Linked DNA regions of Oryctolagus cuniculus: region 1 is linked to region 2. Evidence: chromatin contacts called from public Hi-C data. All regions are on one chromosome and are shown on one strand. Each heading gives the region's core, a stretch centred on a gene start, on an enhancer-like site or on the middle of the called end of the contact. The rest is flanking DNA. Distances are from core to core; before and after follow the strand shown.

What was found. Hi-C and Micro-C count contacts between places; a contact is called where the count stands out from the background.
Region 1: a Hi-C map of embryonic fibroblasts shows a contact between it and region 2, with 3 times the contacts expected there. The contact joins the promoter of LMO4 here to the enhancer-like site in region 2. A contact is called at or near these places in 2 of 6 Hi-C or Micro-C datasets (ear pinna and embryonic fibroblasts).

What each region holds. Positions count from the first base shown.
Region 1 is chr7:83,787,282-83,790,005 of mOryCun1.1, forward strand. LMO4 (LIM domain only 4) reads right to left here and starts at 1,279. Exons shown (of 5, transcript XM_002715878.5): 1 at 738-1,279.
Region 2 is chr7:83,276,849-83,279,729 of mOryCun1.1, forward strand. No RefSeq gene overlaps it. Among named protein-coding and RNA genes, the nearest start is that of LMO4, 510 kb to the right of the region's middle. Within about 2 kb of position 1,488, at least 1 of the 8 cell types and tissues checked has an H3K27ac peak or open chromatin away from gene starts, as enhancers often do.

The DNA.
Region 1 (2,724 bases), core at 29-2,528, 510 kb after region 2:
TTACATAGCCAAGCAATTTAGGTCCTGGGATACTCAGTGAAATAGAAAGCAGAACTGGCAGCTAGAGGCAAAATCTGCCCCCTTTAACAACGTCTCTGGTGTTTTTTAATGGAGACCAAGGGAGGGACAAACGTAGCGCTGGCAATTTGTAGTACAAAAATGGATGCTTAATTCATGTCTTGATTTTAATTAGGTGATTCACCGGATTTCTCCTGGATTGGAACAAAAGACTTATAAGCCAAGAGGAATTTTTTAAAAAGAACCAGCAATACCTAATCCTGGTCACTTAGATCCTTTCTGCCACTGTTTCAAAAACAGTGTTTACTAGAAGGGGGAGGGGGTCGTGCCTACCCCCACCCCCCAACGCACTACTTCTCCTACTTAACCCCGCATCGAAGCACCCCCCAAGCCACCCACCCACACACACACCACCCAGCCTTCCTCTTCGGACCTGGAAACATCCCCACCCCCGCCAGGGTCCCCGGCAGCCCGGCCTCCGAGAGGAACCCTTTTGTAAGAAGCAGGAGCCGCTACAAAGCGGGCGGCCCGGGGCTGCCCTCCGTGCCCTCCGCGCTAGCTCGCAGGCTGGCCTCGGTAGTTTCAGACTCGCGCATTATCTAAGCCGACGTATTGTTTACTTGCAATTTGGGACGGTCAAGGGAAGGAAGCCAAAGAAAACAGCCCCGGCCCGCCCGGGCCCCCTCCCGGCCTCCCCGGCTCCCCAGCCGCCCCCTTACCTGCTTCTCCCCTATACTGCGAGACTGCGGGCGGCGGCGGCGGCGGCGGCGAACGAGCGAGCGGGCGAGCGGGCGAGCGGAGCCGCTCGGCTTCCAGGGAAGGGGCGCCTCGGCCGGCGGCGCGGAGGGAGGGAGTTCTCGCAGATGCAGGAAAGGGGAGGAGGGGGCTGAGGGCGGCTGGGCGTTTTTGTTGTTGTTGTTTTTGTTTTTTTTAAAATCGCGCTGCTCTGGGGCTGGGGTGGGGGGGCCCCCCGCGTTCAGGGGCAGCGCGGCCGGGAGCAGAAGTGTCAGTGGCGGTGCCCGTCCTTCTCCTCAGCCTCCGGCTGCGCTCGAACAGCGGTGGGAGCCCTCGGCCCGCGCGGCGCGGCTCGAGGCGCGGCGCAGCGGCAGCAACTGCTGCAATCGCTGCTGCAAGTTTGGCAATGTGGCTTCACTTTGTATATGCCCCCGCCCCCGCCGCGCTCCGCCCGCTCCTCCTCCTCCTCCGCCGCCGCCGCCGCCTTCCTCCCTCCCGCGCGCTCCCTCGCTCGCTCCCTCGCCCGCCCGCCCGCTCAGGCTGCCGGAGGCGGCTCGGCCGCGCTCCCTGCACCTCCGGGCCGGGAGCCGCGGCGCAGACCACAGCCCCAGGAGCGGCGGCCCGCACGGCTCGGGGGGCCCCGGCAGAAGCGGGCGCGCGCTGGCAGCGGGGGGCTGCGGCCGGGCCCGGGCCCGGCGCGCTGGAGCCTGCGCCGCTGCCGGGGCGGCTGCTGCTGCTGCTGCTGCCCGGCTCGGCGGCTCGGCGGCTCGGCGGCGGCGCTGGCCTCTAGCCGGCTCGCTCGCTCCCTCCGCGGCGCTTACACATGTGTTACTGACAGAGCAGAATCCCAACTACTCCCCGGCTCTGCCGCCGACGTCAGCGACCCTCAGCCACTGGGCGGCCGGATTGTTCAGGCGGAATAATAAAACCTGCCAATCCGGGGGAGGACAAAGGGATGACTGAACCGAGCCTCGCGGGGCGGGGGAGAGAGCGAGGCGGCGGAGCGGGCCGAGCCAGCCGAAGGGAAGGGCCCGAGTCAGGTGGCGAGAAGTGAGCGGGCGCCCTGCGTCGCCGGGGACCGTGCCGGCCGCCGAGGTGCGGCCACCGCACCTGCCCAGGCGGCGCGGGGACCCCGGAGACCCCGCCCGCTGCTCCCTCGGGGCGTGCCCTCCCCTGGCGCCGTGGAGACCCTTAGGAAACTTACTGCACATCTTTCTCAGATACGGGTCTCTTCCTGTTTGGGAAGAAAAGTCGGCGGACTGCCTCTCTCTCTCTCTCTCTCTCTCTCTCTCTCTCTCTGTCGGTTTTTAAATTCACGGTGCTGGCGATTTATGAACCTTAGTGGAAGTTTAGCTCACGAGCTAAGAACAGTAAGGGAAGTAAGTATCGCCCCTACCTAGATTCTTGCCTACTTAGGCCCCTTCCATAACCCGGGTTTGAACCAAGTGTCCAGGAGGCGTTCTTGCTGTGGGACCACAAGCCCTGTTTTCACAGTCGAAGGAAACTTCCTGGAGAAAGCCTTGTCCCACTACCCTGGCCACTGTGGCCGAGAGCCGCAGTGTCTCCCAGCCCCCCAACGCAGTGGAAGTAATGGCAAGATTCGCAGTGTCACAGCCCCTGCAGAGGAAGCAGTGGAGCTCCTCGAATAAATCAAGAGCTGAGGAATGCTTTTAGGGCGCTAGGCTGGGAGTCTGCAGGGCCGCAGCCCAGCCAGGATGCTTGAATACCTAGTGGGTCCACTTTACCCGCTCTGCGGGATAGGTTTAATAAATCTCCCATCCAAGGCTCCTATTAGGTCTGATGATTATTAGTAAGTTCCAGAGAGATTTTTCTGGTGGAAATGATCATGAAAGTGCAAAGCCTTTCTACTAGGTATCATTAAATCAAACCAGCCTTGTGGGACAAGTTTTCAGATTGTGTTACGCACGGTTCGGCTGGATTGAGCAAAAGAACGGAAGGAAGGGGACTGTG
Region 2 (2,881 bases), core at 238-2,737:
TTAACCTGCTATGCCACAATGTTAACCACTGCATAGTCTCTTAAAGCCATTGATAAATGCATGGATCTATAAACCACTTCCTAATGAAACTAGTTAAAATTAATGATTCCTTGCTTTGTTCTCCCTAAGGTCTTTTTCCAACCTTGGCTTCAGCCTTTATTTCAGTATGCTGGTAGCATTATTCATTGTATTCTGGGTGAGCCAGTATATCATAATCTTAAGGAACAGCATTCCTGGGCTTAGAAGATCTAGCTTTGATTCCTGGACTGTCTATGTATCAGCTGTGAGATGTTGGGCAAAATTTTCCGGGAGCTTGGATTCCTTCTCAAAAAAAAAAAAAAAAAAAAAAATAGAAAGATTATGGTATCTAGTTCCCTGGTGTGGTGGGGGTTAAAGTGATACAGACTAGGAAGTGCTTCATTTTGGTCACAGTATGATTGTGTCCGAGCTTGGCACAAATGACAGCAACAACAAAAGCTAGAAGATTATTGATCTGTCCCCCACTAAACTATAAGTCTTCCAAGATGAGGGGCTGCCTCATGGTCTGCTTATTTAGTCAACATCACTTAGCATTGTCCTGTCCATATGGCTACATATACAGCTCAATAAATGTTTATTTTGAGTTTAAATTCAAATTGAGTGCTATCCCTGACTGGATTAATGTTTCTCTCTGCTTCCCTTCCCTTCCGTGTTTTATCTCCCTTTTTGTATCTCTTTCGCTTGCTTTACACCTTTGTCTTCTCAGTCCCGAGCGTCAGAAAAATCCTACGAGATAGGTGAGAAAAATAAAAATTTTAAAACCCTTTGTATAAGGCAAAGCAGTCACGGAATATAAATGAAATTTAATTTCAGACCTGCATTAGAATAAGGATGGCGAGGTATAAACCCTTAACTCCTAGAAACGTATTCACAGCAGCACTTCTCCCCAGCAAGCAGGCGTGGACCAGCGTGGAGCTGCCTCGTGGCACGGAGGCAATGAACTGCTGAGATCGCCCTCACTGTGGCAATGTTGTGTGCAGTCACTCTCCCAGGGTCTGGCAGAGGAATCAGGAAATTCTGTCTCCATGCTGATTCTCTGAATAAAAAAACTTCAGACTGCATCCCAGTGGCTACCATTACCTGATGAAGTCAATTAAGCTAGCAGCACTTCCTGCTGGAGACTGACCTGGCGGAGGTGGCGGCGGAGGCCAGATGAAACCAAAAGATGGGGAACTGGGTTTTCTTCCTGTTCTGTTTTTAGCAACCAAGTTCCATCAATGTGGTCTTTGACTCGGCTTTGAACAACCCCCTGCTTGGCTTCGTTCCTTAAACTCACTAAGTTCTTACAGTTAATACTGTGGTTAATGGTTTCTGGAAAGACAGTATCTATCAGCATCTGAGTGTACACATTTTGGCCTAAATATTGAGAAATCGTAAGTATGTAATGCAAAGCCTGGGTGTGCCTGCCCAGAGAAAGTGGCTCATTAGGATTAATCTTTGACCGAATGAGTAATGCTAAGGGAACGAGGCCTTTTCCTCTCTGGCTGGGCAGAGGTTGGGTCCAAAGCTTTCAAACAGGTTTCTTTGGAATGCAGCTGGTCACTTCTGAATATTTTACTCAAACATATGGAACGTAACAATCTGGATTTAAAAAAAAAAAAAAAAAAAACTTTGTATACTGTAGCAATTCCTTGAAAATCAAATGGCAGAACCTAAACAAGACCGGCTGCCAAAATGCGTGCCCAGTTGGGGAGAAGTGTGTGGGGAATCATCCAGCCCACTTTCAGAGCTCCCAGAGCAGCCTGGGAGAACTCTGCATTACCTTCTGTTCCCGTTCCTGAGCCCTGCCAAACTTTTGTTTGAAAAAGCATCTTTATGCAGCAGTACATTTGCTACATTGTATCTGAGAACACTTTCCACATTGGCTCCTGCTTGCTACTTGACTGAAATGACTTGTTCTGTTGAGCTGTTCCTACAGCAGACAGAGCCCAGAAGCACCCAAGGTAGGTGACATCATGCTCAGGGTGCAAGGCAGAGTTTCCTAACCAGGAATTTTTTTTTTTTTTCTGCTAAAATTACTCCACGACAGTAAGAGTTTCCTGTATGAGTGCTGTACTCAGCTAATAGAAGTCAAATTCTTTCCCAGGGTAATGTAATTGTTAGTCTTCATAAAAAAGCGGGGGTGGGAGGGATTGCTGCTTTATCAATAAAAGCATACAGAGCTGGATACCTACACAAAGAAATTTTCAGTATAATTTATGGCATTTCATCATGTTGAACTACATTCCAAGTAATTCACCCTGGCAGTTTTGCTCTCAAAATGGAAATCTCAGTATTTTTCTTACCTTCATCAAATAAAATGAGTTTGTGTTCAACTGGAGTCCATATACTTGATAATTTGTTTGACTGAGTAAGGTTATTAGCAATTTAGGAAATAAGCCCATTTGGATTTTCAGAGTGAACAGAAATAGGAGACTGCTATGATGATCTCTTAAAAATTACGATGTAACACACAAAAGTGAGATTTAAGTAACGAGATTTTTCCATATACCAATAACACCAGGGAAATTCAAACTCAAACTCCCTCGATTAATTTCCAAGGATTAAGTGGTTGGTATTGAAGTCAATGAAAGATATATTTTACAAAGCTGAGAGGTCAATTCAATTCAGAGAAGCTGACCAAATGGTGCACCATCTTCTCTGTGTCTGTGGTTGAAATGCTTCCTGATCAAGTGGGAGGAAGATTTTGGTGAGATTTTCCAGGCTGCTCAGAGCTAAGTGGAGGACTGCAGTTGCAGTCAGAGGATCCTGAAGGTCTCTCTCTGTTGTTACGATGTTAGACCAGTGAGGGCACTTAGAGATTAGCTGGCCCAACCCCATAGTTTTGTAAGGAGGCTCTCAA